Linked DNA regions of Gossypium hirsutum: region 1 is linked to region 2. The links are chromatin contacts, called in public Hi-C maps. All regions are on one chromosome and are shown on one strand. The core of a region is the stretch at or near the end of the contact, and the rest is flanking DNA. Distances in the headings are between cores, read along the strand shown.

Region 1 (6,254 bases), core at 2,663-5,162, 180 kb after region 2:
TATCGTGACCACAACATGGACACGCACTACTTTGCCCAATTCCTCTCCTGGTCCATTCTGAATTAGTAAAAAGCCTCTGATTGGCCACAAGCCAAAGGAAAAGGCAAACTCTCTGAGGTTCTTGATATTTCTAGATGGGCTTCCAAATATCATCTTTAGGCCTCCAAGAGTTTTCCTTTAAAGTCCAATAAGCACTTCAAACGGAAAAGGATCCTGACCCAGAACGAGCCCAAATGATTCTATCCTCACCACCAGCAAAACGAGAAGGAGGAATACTTACAATACGCTTTATCATGGCATCAGGCAACCAAATACGAAGCATATCTACATTCCAAAAACCATCTTGTAGAACCCAATCCTTCAAAGTACTATCCAAATTAAGTCTATCATGAGCAGAAACATAAGAGAAAAGAGGCCCAACATCAGGCATCCAAGTATCTTTCCAGCCACGAATTGTAGTACCACCACCAACGGACCACATGAGATTCTCACAAAAGATGGGCCACACCTTAAATAGGGATCGCCAAAGGTGAGAGTAGTGACTTCTATGAATAGATTCAGAAAGCTAACACTTCCATCCATATTTCAAATGAAGAATTCAAACCCATAAAGCATCCGTCCAAGAGACAGTATTAAAGGAAATTTTCATAAGGAAAGAATTATTTTGATATTGAAGATGTCTAAAACCAAGCCCTCCACAAGACCTAGGTTGACAAATTGACTCCCATCCTACCAAGGTTGGTTTTAGCTGCCCAACTGAACCTTCCCAAATAAACTGCCTTGCAATCCTTTCTATCTCATCACACACTCCTTTCGAAACTAACAAGGACTGCATGAAATAGTTAGGAATAGCTAGAAGAACCAATTAAGCGAGAGTAACCAGTCCTGCAAATTAGAGTCTTCGAGCTTCCTAATTTTGAAGTTTACTCCTCACTTTTTCGACCATAAAGTTCAGAGTGCTCTTAGTAACACGATCATGGAGAAGAGGTACCCCCAAGTAACTTTCTAGATTAAGAACCTTCTGAAAGCCAAAGAGTTAACTAATCTGATCACATAAGCTAGTTCCAACACCTTTTGAGAAATACATATTGCTCTTCTTTATGCTGATTTTATGACCAGAAAAATCACAAAGATGTTTAAGGGTTTCCTTTAGCAAAAGAGCTTGATCCATCTCTACTTTGATAAAAATGACAAGATCATCAGTAAAAAAAAGATGGGATAAAGCTGGTCCCGATCTAGATAACCAAATAGGATGCCACCTACTAGTTATGATCTCTAAACTGATAAGGCAATAAAGGACATCCCTGTCTAATCCCTCTCACAGGCTTAAGGATTTAGACGAGACTCTATTCTAAAGAATCTGCATAGTAGAGGAGAAAATAGTGTCCATAATTACCTTTCTGAGTACCTCGGGGATCCCAACAACAGCAAGGGACACATCGATGAAATCCTAGCTAATCCTGTCATATGCTTTCTCCAAGTCTAACTTAATGGCCATCCAGTTTCTGCCAGCTTTCCTACTACGCATTGAATGGATGACTTCCTGTGCAATAATGACATTATCTGATATGTTTCTCCCAGCAATAAACCCTGCTTGCTCAGGAGAAATAAAATTCAGAAACACCACTTTAAATCTATTAGCGATCACCTTCATTACCAACTTATACATAACCGAACAAAGACTGATTGGCCAAAATTGATTGAAATCTTCCGGACGATCCTTTGTCGAAATAAGCACAATAAGAGAGTTATTAAGATCTTCCTCAATTCTGTTGCCAGCAAAGATTCCCTGAACCCACTCACAAACTGCCACTCCAACTAAATCCCATTAACTTTGGAAGAAATGTGCATGGAAACCATCACTTTCCGGAGCTTTCGGTGAGCCATATTGAATAGGGCCTTCTTAATTTCGTCATTCAACACTGATTTTTTGAGAAAGTCAATATCTTGCTTCTTAAGGCGAGAAAAGATATTTAAGGGAATATCTGACATGGGACTTGGATTTTCACCATATAATCTCTCAAAAAACTTGGCGACCTCATCACTGAGAATAGGTTGATTCGAACACCACTCTCCATTACTAATGCACAAGGCCAAAATGCGATTAAAATTCCTTCTTTGCATAGTGTAACTATGGAAGAACTTGGTATTTCGGTCCCCAAACTGAAGCAAATCACACCTAACCTTCTGCCTCCATAAAAGCTCCTCGGGATTAAGTACACTCTCCAATTCATCATGAACCTCCATCTCCAAGTTAACTTACCTTCTAGAGGTCGACTGATCCATGGCCTTTCGAATACTCGCAAGTAATTTTAAAAGTTGTCTTTTACGTGTTCTTATATAGCCTTAAATGGACCTGTTCCAATCTTTTACATTTGAGGTAAATTCAGATAACGAATCAGTCATGTTACCTGAGAATCTCCATTTATTTGAGACTAATTCCTTAAAATCGCATGCTTCGTCCATCCTACAAGGAATCAAAACAGTCTCCTTCTCAAAACATTGAACTTAGGATTAGTTTTTAAGAGAAAAGGCCTATGATCCGATTTAATACGTGAAAGATGATAAATAAGAGTATGCGAAAAGGAAGAAATCCAAGCATCATTAGCTAAGGCTCGATCCAACCGCTCATGCGTATTGCCTCTTTGCTAGGTAAATGAAGGTCATTTAAATCCAAGAGCCTGCAAATTACATGATTCTACAAAATTTCCAAAAAAGTTACATCTCTTACCTATTGAACGATCGTTTTTTTTTATCCTTAGTGGAAAGAATGGCATTAAAATCACCTAAAATCAACCATGGCAAAAGATCCTGAGGCAAAACATCCATTAGATCAGTCTAGTGAGATTTCCTCTTAGCCCTGTCAGGATTACCATACACAACAAAGATAGAAAATACATTATAAAAATTATTTCCCTGAATATGAAGAAGCATGAACTGAGGATGATTATGAATAATACTTATGGAAATATAGTCCTTCCATCCAACCTATATGCCTCCTGAAAAACCAACAAACTCAATACAATGACAACGATCAAAGCCTAATTTATCAATAATAGAATTAGCTTTTTTACCACTGACTTTCTGCTCTAAAAGACACTCAATGTCCGGTTTATGCTCAAGATTATACTTACGAAAAGTTCGGAGAAATTTGCTACTCGTACACCTTTAAGTTCCAAGAAAAAATTTAGAGATTTAAATCCATAAAAAAATAGACAAGAAAGTAATACTAAAAAAATAACAAAACCTCAATAAACCAATCAAACCAGAACAAAACGAGTTGAAATTAAATTCTTTTACCAGTGCTTGTGTCAGATGCATCTAAATCAACATTTTTAAGTGTGGAAATAGACTGAGCCAACCTAGAAATAGAATCACTCAAAGGAATTTTTAAAGAATTTTTTATTTTAAAATTATTCCCTTTCCCATGTACAATTTTATTTATTTTTCTAGTGGCCCGGAAACCCCATCTTTACCCCCATTAATTTCCTCGTACTCCGATTCTTGTTAACACCATCAGCTAGTCTTTTTCCTTTGAACAAAATAGCAGTGTGTTTATTACAATTTAATCTACCACAAGAATCAGCAACCTGAACTTTAACCAGATCCAACATTGATGAAGCTGGCTTGGATGTCATTGTAGGTCCATCATCAACGTTCACCTCCTGAGCAACAAAAATTGGGTTAAAACAGGAAGTATTTATTGGAGTTAAAATGGAATTATTATCGTGCATTAAAGAAAAAACATCACCAGTTGTGAAATTAAAATCAGAATAAAATGAACGCATAGGAGAACTCCCTGCTTCGTTAAAAGGAGGGACTGTTTCTGTGTAGATTGGGCCCACCACGTTATTGGCTTAGAGCACTTCACTCTTTAAAGGGTCCACCATAGTTTTGCTTGATGATGGGTTGTTTGCTTCTATGACATCATCTTCTGCGGTCGTTGACCGACCCACTGGACCATTAGATCTTGGGTCTGTCTTTTGTAAACTCAATGGCCCAAATCCCCTTTTATCTCCTCCCAGTTGTATACTTTTATTAGAGCTAGGATACCCTGAGATATAAATCTCTATTTCTCCACAATAAATCCAGCATTCAAGTTAACCTAAAAATCAACCAACTTCTCATCTTCCCCCTTATTCTGCTTATTTTCCAAATCCACCAAACCTTCCAAATTAGTCCAAGTGTCAAATCTGGAACCCGATTTGCCTTTCTCTCTATTATCCTTTTTGGAAAGATTGTTATTTCGTGCATTACATCGTGTTTTTCTTTTGACCACCATCCATGGCCCGTAAGCAGTGCTCCTTTCTCCTTTCCCCAGCTCTGTCGGAGTAACCTTTATTTGGTCTTTTTTTGGTGCGAGCTTCGATTGCAGCGAAACACATAATTCCTTTGTATGGCCATACTTCCCACAAGTGAAGCAAATAGTCAGCAACGCTTCATATTCTACTCTCTGTTTCATACCATTCATAAGGGCTTGAGCAATCAAAGGCTTATCCAAATTGATGTAAACAACCATCCTGGCGAAACGGCCTCTAATCCTGCAATTTGTATTGAAATCTCACCGAACGACTTTTCCAATAATCCTTCTTATTTCTTCAATAATTTTCTTCTTGTATAAAAAACTTGGAAGGCCTGGTAATCTTATCCAAGGCGATACCATGCTTCAATAAGGTTGTGAGGGGCTGAACTGTAACGCCCCGTACTCGAGATCATTTCCGGAGTCGAACACGAGGTGTTAACGGACTTAATTCATTACTTAAACAGCTCATACAATTCATTTTAAAATTTCCAGACAAGCTGGCTAACTGCATCACAGTCGCTTTAAAAATCATATCTCGAGTTCCAAAACTAGAAATCCAATTCCGTAAATTTTTCCTGAAACTAGACTCATATATATATCTACTAATTTTTTTCTAGAATTTTTGGTCAGGCCAATTAGTACAGTTTATTAGTTAAAGTCTCCCCTATTTCAGGGTTTGACTACTCTGAACTCTATGTATTACGAATCAGATATCTCCCTGTACAGAGCTTCAATGACTATGACGTTTGTCTCTAATAAAACTAGACTCAATAAGGAATCTCTACATATAAAGCATGACTTCTAATTATTTTTGTAAAATTTATGGTGAATTTCCAAAGTCAGAACAGGGGATCCAAAAATCGCTCTGGCCCTATTTCACAAAAATTTAAACATCTCATAAAATATAGCTCATATACCTGTTTTGCTTCTTCCATATGAAAATAGACTCATCAAGCTTCGATTCCATAACTTATTAATTATTTAATTCCATTTCTACAATTTTTAGTGATTTTTCAAATTCACGTCACTAATGCTGTCTGAATCTATTTTATGGTAAATTTTACCTATTTCATGGTTTCCATGGATTAGCTAGCAATTTGACATACATAACACCAAATATGATCATGATTAGCCATTCCAATGGCTAATCATTACCAAGCATTTCCATACCACTCAATAACCATATCATAAGACCATATATACAAAATGATTATAATGCTATACATGCCATACTCAAAATATACAAGCCATTATGCCAAGATGGTATACGGATAGTGTGAGCGAGCCTCCGACCGTTCCCGATTTCCGAGCTGGCTTGTCAAAACTACAAGGAATGAAAAGGAGGGAGTAAGCATAAATGCTTAATAAGTTCACATGCAAATAGCATTTAACATAACCATATAAGCAAACATAAAACATCATTTGCATAATCATCACCAAGACATTCATATCACATTTTCATTTATCATCTTACCATATTGTTGTTATATCGAGTTTTCAACCCGAGGGTTAAGTACATACCTGTTCAAAGTATCCATTTCACAACCAATACGTCCCTTTCATCTTGAGTATTCCTCCATTTGAGTAGAACTTTACCCGTTGAACACATCGGAATATAATTCGAATACATGGAAAGTTTGCACATAAGTGCCACATATGTAGCCAAGCTACTATGTAACCCGTCCATAAGCGAACTCGGACTCAACTCAACGAGCTCGGGCGTTCGTATCCATGAGTGAACTCGGACTCAACTCAACGAGTTCGGATGCCTAGTTACATCTCACGAACTCGGACTCAACTCAACGAGTTCGGACATTTGCATCCATAAGTGAACTCGGACTCAACTCAACGAGTTCGGATGCTCAACCATCCTAGTGACAAGTCACTTGTATCCTAATCCATTCCTAAGGTTCAATGGGACCTTTTTCCCAATCATGTGTCTCAACCATCT
Region 2 (5,664 bases), core at 1,377-3,876:
CTAAGTCTGAGTTGATCGAGCTTCTTACAGTTGGAACTCCACTGGACTTGCGGTTACACCTCTACCCTTAACCTGACGGAGTCTAATATTTTTACAATGAAGTAGGTTTGCTCCATTGTTGTCAGAATTTTGGCAGTAATGCAGCACATGGTATTTGAAACCTACCATAAGGTTTCCTAGTACTAACAGTAATCAGAGGAGTCCCTTCCGATCAATGGCTTATTGTTTCCTTCTTTGGCTCAGGTCATGTTTGGGGACATTGATATTGATTTATCTGACGCTGAGAGTTACGGCAAACTATTGATGTGTTCAATCTACGTCAGTCAGGTTCAAATGTGAGTGCGGTATACAAGTGTGTTGAATTTTTTTTTCTAGATTTCATGATCATATCCTGTACTCATGTCTGGATATAGTACGAGTACCTAAAAGATAAAGTGAAAAGTCGGAGTAACATAGGATTCAATCATGTCTTGTACCTTCTTCTTTATTTTGTTGAGCATCTTTTCTTGAAGTTTATTGAGATTTCGTGTTTTGAGAACTGCTGCTTTATAGTTTAGCTTTCTAAATGTCAATATTATTGATTTTCCACTGTAAATATGACCAGTGATTCAGTAATTCATCATCTCTTTATCATTGTAAGGGTCCGTTTGTTTACATGGAAAAGATTTTACGAAAAATATTTTTTTCATTTTTCTGTGTTTGTTTCACAGAAAATAATTTGGTCAACAGAAAATGACTTACAGATCAAGATAAAATAAGCTCTTTTTCCTGTAAAAATAACTTACTATTTTGGAAACAGTAAGTCATTTTCCGGAAAAGAGCTCATTTATAGATAATTTTATATTTTATAAAAATTAACTTAAATCAAGCTTAATATTATTATATTGATAATAATTTTTATTTTTTTTAAAAATATTTAAAATATTATATTTTTCAATATTATTAAACATACATATTTAATTATTTATATTTAGTGATATAATAAATAATAAATTATTTAATATTTCAATTTTATTTTAATAATAAATTTTAAAAATAATAATTTAAAATAATATTATTCACATATTATTGAAAATATTCAATACTAATATTTTAATAATAAATGTTTTGTAGTATAAAGGTTAAAATATATGTACACTTGTAATTTAGTCTTTGTACTTTTATTTTCAAGAATTTGTCCCTTTACTTTTCAAATTTGAAAATCAAGTCCAATTGTTGACATCGTAGTCATGTAATTAAAAAATGACGTTGTAATGAATCTGAATTTAACATAATATTTTTAATATATACAAAAACGATGTAAAATATAAAATTATAGATAAAAATAAATTTAATTAAACAATGAGAAAATAAGAAAATCTCAAATGCATGTTTGTTTAATTGAAAACAACTTTTATGAAATGTTTTTAAGAAATATACCAAACAACAGAAAATATTTTATACAGTTTCATCCAAACACCAGAAAATATTAGCTTTTCCAGAAAAGTAAATCATTTTCCAGAAATTATTTTCCTAAAATGTCAATAATATTTTCCTGGTTAATGCAATATAATTTTTAATTTTTTATTGGGTTAATATATCAATCAGTGCTTAAGTTTGATTTTAGTATTTAATTTGGTATTTGAGGTTTTTTTGTCTCAATTTGGTACTTGGATTTGGTTTCAATATTCAATTTGGTATCTAAACCAAATGAGATTATGTGGCCCAAAAAATTTTCAACACATGCTATAGTAAAAAAACATAAGTACCAAATTGAACATATTGAAACTAAACTCAGGTACCTAATTAAGACAAAAAAATTTTAAGTATCAAAATAGAAAAACTTAGGTACCAAAGTGAACATTAAAGCTAAATTTTAAGTATCAACTTGAATACTGAAGTTAAACTTAGGTGCTAAATACAAAATATCGTCTTTATAATAATATTTTGCGACAACAACCAATTTTTTAAAAAAAATTAATTTTTTAAGTTTTATTTTAGTTCTATAACTTTTCACTTATTGTTATGAACTACGTTCTGTATTAAATTAATTCTTCATAATAACATATGATCTAAATTTTTAAGTGAAATTATAACTAATTCATGTAAGTAAACCTGCATTTTTCATGGACTCCCCCACTGTGGGGCTTGTGCCGAGCCTCTTATTTCTCAGGCTTGACCGGTCGCTAGTAGAGGCTCGTTTTTCTCAAGTTTGACACTGTACACTTGATTCGAAGAGCATTTCTTGTTGGGGCTATGCGGAGATCCATCGGGAAGATTATGAGAAAAAACGCACCAGTTCATAGTGTTTTTGGTGGTTGAAGTCCAATGATGAGTTTGTTCTTGGCTTGTTTGAAATTTAGTAATGTTATTCTTATTTTTTTGTTTTGTTGTTGTAGCAGTTTTTTTACGACTAAGTGTTGTTTTCATATGGTCTAATATTTGATCAGGTGTTACAGACATCTTTCACCAACCAGACTCCCCACTCCAACTTGGGTACTGGGCTTGGGCTTAAAACCCCTTATACTTTTTATGTGTTCTGAATTTTTTTAACCTTTCGACCTGTAATGGAATCTTCATAGTTAAAAAGTAAAAATAATGGAAAAGCCTAGAATACGGTGCTCTAGAGTGGGCTAAACCTCAGTTGAAGCCTCAAACTCTCATACCAACATATCATTCTAGAAAGTGCCGGAAAAGACGAAATGTCAATTATGCCCCTGGTGGAGATTTCCTTTTTGTTCATTTCCTCATTGAGGTTGGAGCGCATTAAACTAGACTTTGCTCTTTCTTCTGTTTACTGTGTTTCCAAAATCAAGAGCTTTCAACACACTCCTTCACTCCAAACCCACCAGAAAGAAACCATGTCAATTGTCCCGATCAATGGCCAACAAGGCACACCCACTGATCCTTTCTCTCTTGAATTATGGGATCCATTCAACAACTTGGATGTTTTGAACCCATTCTCCCATTCTTTCCCTTTCCCTTTCCCTTCATTTCTTTCCACCCATTTCCCTGGTTTCTCCTCTGAAATTTTCCCCTCCTTGGGAACCCAACTCAACTGTGTAGAAACCCCAAGGGCCCATGTCTACAAAGCCTACCTTCCAGGGGTCACCAGAGATGAAGTTCTGGTTTTCATCGATGATGACAGGATGCTTCAGATAAGCACTGAAAATGGTAACTTCATGAGCAGGTTCAAGTTGCCCGACAATGCAAGGACTGATGAGATTGAAGGTTTTATGGAGAATGGGATGCTCATCGTCACTATTGGGAAGCAAACTCAAGCTCCGGAGAGGCCAAATGTTAGGGTCGTTGAAATCACAGAGTAATTTCACTTTTTTTTTTTAATGCAAAATGTCAAGTGATGCTCTACTCTATGGTGTTTGTTTTGTTTTGAAGCTTGAAAAAATGTGTTTAATGTCAAAGAGTAAGTCGGTTCTTGTACTAGAACAGTAGTTTTAGTAGTAATAAAAGCACTTTTGTGTTGTGTACTTTGCTTCAACTTTGGTTTAAGAAGTTAGGAACAGAATTCAAGCCGATACAATACCTCAATTCATCACCGCCTGTCAGAAGATATTTGGATAAAATTAAAGATTAGATGAGTAGAGGATGTTGAGGTGGAAGAGAAAATTCCATTATTCAGGGGAAAGAATCTAAGTTTTGTTAATAGACATGAACAAGTTGAAACAATTTCGGAACTTCATTTTTAAGATAAAGAAATCGAAACTCGAAATGGTAAATTGTTGGAACTGGTAAAAGGATGAACAATTCCAAAGGGGCTGAAGATGATGACACCCAGGGATGGATGGATCCAGGTAGGGTTTTTCATGGGTCTGGCTATTTGGCTCGAGAGTTCGCTCGAAATGTGAGAGGAGTAAAAATATAGGCCAAAAAATAAGTTTGGACAAAAAAAGAGTGGCTAATTTAAAAAATGAATTTAAAAAATGAATTGAGTCTTGGGTCAGATAAGTCTTGGGTAAAATATTTTTAGCCTAGGTTTAGCTCGGCTTGGTTCAACTCGAATTTATTAAAGGATAAAAAATTTATATATATATTTTTTTTTATTTTTGAATGTTATTTTTTTTATTTTGTTATTATTTTATTATTATGTTGTTATTATTTAGATATTGTATAAAATTTATTTTCTTGTTAACTTTGTTATTATTTTATAAGTATTTGTTAATTTTTTTATTATTTTAGAGGTATTTACTTGTTAAGTTGTATTTATTTTAATGGTATTTAAGTCTATATATTTTTTAAAATTTATTTTCAATTTTTTAGAAATATTTATTTTGATGTTTTTAGTATTTTTGATGTATTATATAATTTTAAAATAATATAAAAATTAATATGGGTGGGTTGGACCGGGCTTGAGTTTTAATATTTTTATTCAAGTCGAGCTTGAATAAAATTTTAAGCCTGTTTTTTGAAATCGGCCCAGATTGTCTCATGAATACCTCTAGGTTCAAGACCCTATTATTGTGTCTAGGTTATAATTTATATTATCAAAATATTTTTTATTTTTTAATTATATAATAATTAAATATTAATATATGATAGGGCTTGAAAGGCTAAATTTAAAGGTTGAGTATGGATTTTAAAGCAAATTTCACAAATTAATTGATTTGGCTTATATCTATATATATTAGGTTTGTGATTTTTTTTTTTATATTTTGATTTATATGTCTTGCTAATGAATTTTGTTCTTTGGGTAATGTCTCAACATTATCGAGAGAAAAAGAAAGGAATTTAAGGATTTGATGTCACGATTAAAAGCACAAAACAAAAATACAAATTATCTTCTTTTCAGCTCTTTATGTAAAAGACTTTTCGCTAAATATTTTTGTATAAATTATGTTATTTATTTGACTTATTTTTTTTTCTTTTTCGTACCATGTTGTTGTTTAATATATTATTATAATCTTTAAGTTTTTTAATTTGGAAAGAAAATATTTGAGAGAAATTGACATTTTTTTATATTAAAAAAAATTATAAAATGATGGTGATAATATTAGATAGTGTAGCGTAAAATAAAAAGTAAATTAAATATACTGCATCTAAGTCTCGAAATTCTTACAATAACTGTAAATTCGATTCCACCCTATTTATAATTTATTAATTAAATCTTTTAAATTTCCAATATTAAATAAATAATGAATGCAAACTTTTCAAATAAGAAACAAGTTGAGAAAGAAAATAAAAGATATTGAATCAAGACCCGACCTTGTACCTGTGATTATGAAATTTAGAGTTGATGGTGAGAGGGTATTAAGTTGTAAAATTTAAAATCACTAGTGGAATAAAAAAAAAAGCATATAATTTCATCTTTAGTATTGCAGTATCCAGGTGATCCAAAAATTCAGAAGCATTCATTTATAAATCTGATGTGATAAACTTGAAACTTGTTACCATAATTTTAAAATACTATACTTAAATTGCTTTGAATAATCAAATATGCTGTCTTTAATCACAATTTTCTCTTACTTCAAATTTAACACAAAATAATTGAAAGTTATATTTTTATTTTATATGGCTCTACCATTGTTACCTTCACAATCTTCATTCCATATTTGCCTACAAAGTTCGCTTTTTAAATGGAATATTTTTAGATTTAGATTACAAATTCATAAATAATTTTAATTATAACGGTAAAGTCATTATATTCATTTATGATCAGAACTCAATTGA

The links. Hi-C and Micro-C count contacts between places; a contact is called where the count stands out from the background.
Region 1: a Hi-C map of leaf shows a contact between it and region 2, with 1.6 times the contacts expected there. The contact joins the enhancer-like site here to the promoter of LOC107914391 in region 2. A contact is called at or near these places in 6 of 34 Hi-C or Micro-C datasets (anther, callus, hypocotyl and 2 more).

The regions. Positions count from the first base shown.
Region 1 is chrA10:15,526,424-15,532,677 of Gossypium_hirsutum_v2.1, forward strand. No RefSeq gene overlaps it. Among protein-coding and RNA genes, the nearest start is that of LOC107914916, 26 kb to the left of the region's middle. Within about 2 kb of position 3,913, at least 3 of the 9 cell types and tissues checked have an H3K27ac peak or open chromatin away from gene starts, as enhancers often do. A contact at or near this core is called in hypocotyl and leaf, where this site is marked.
Region 2 is chrA10:15,343,587-15,349,250 of Gossypium_hirsutum_v2.1, forward strand. It overlaps LOC107914391 (18.5 kDa class IV heat shock protein), which reads left to right and starts at 2,627. Exons shown (of 1, transcript XM_016843292.2): 1 at 2,627-3,467. The coding sequence starts at 2,682. The coding sequence ends at 3,305. LOC121208238 reads left to right here. Exons shown (of 7, transcript XM_041078784.1): 7 at 244-538. The coding sequence ends at 304.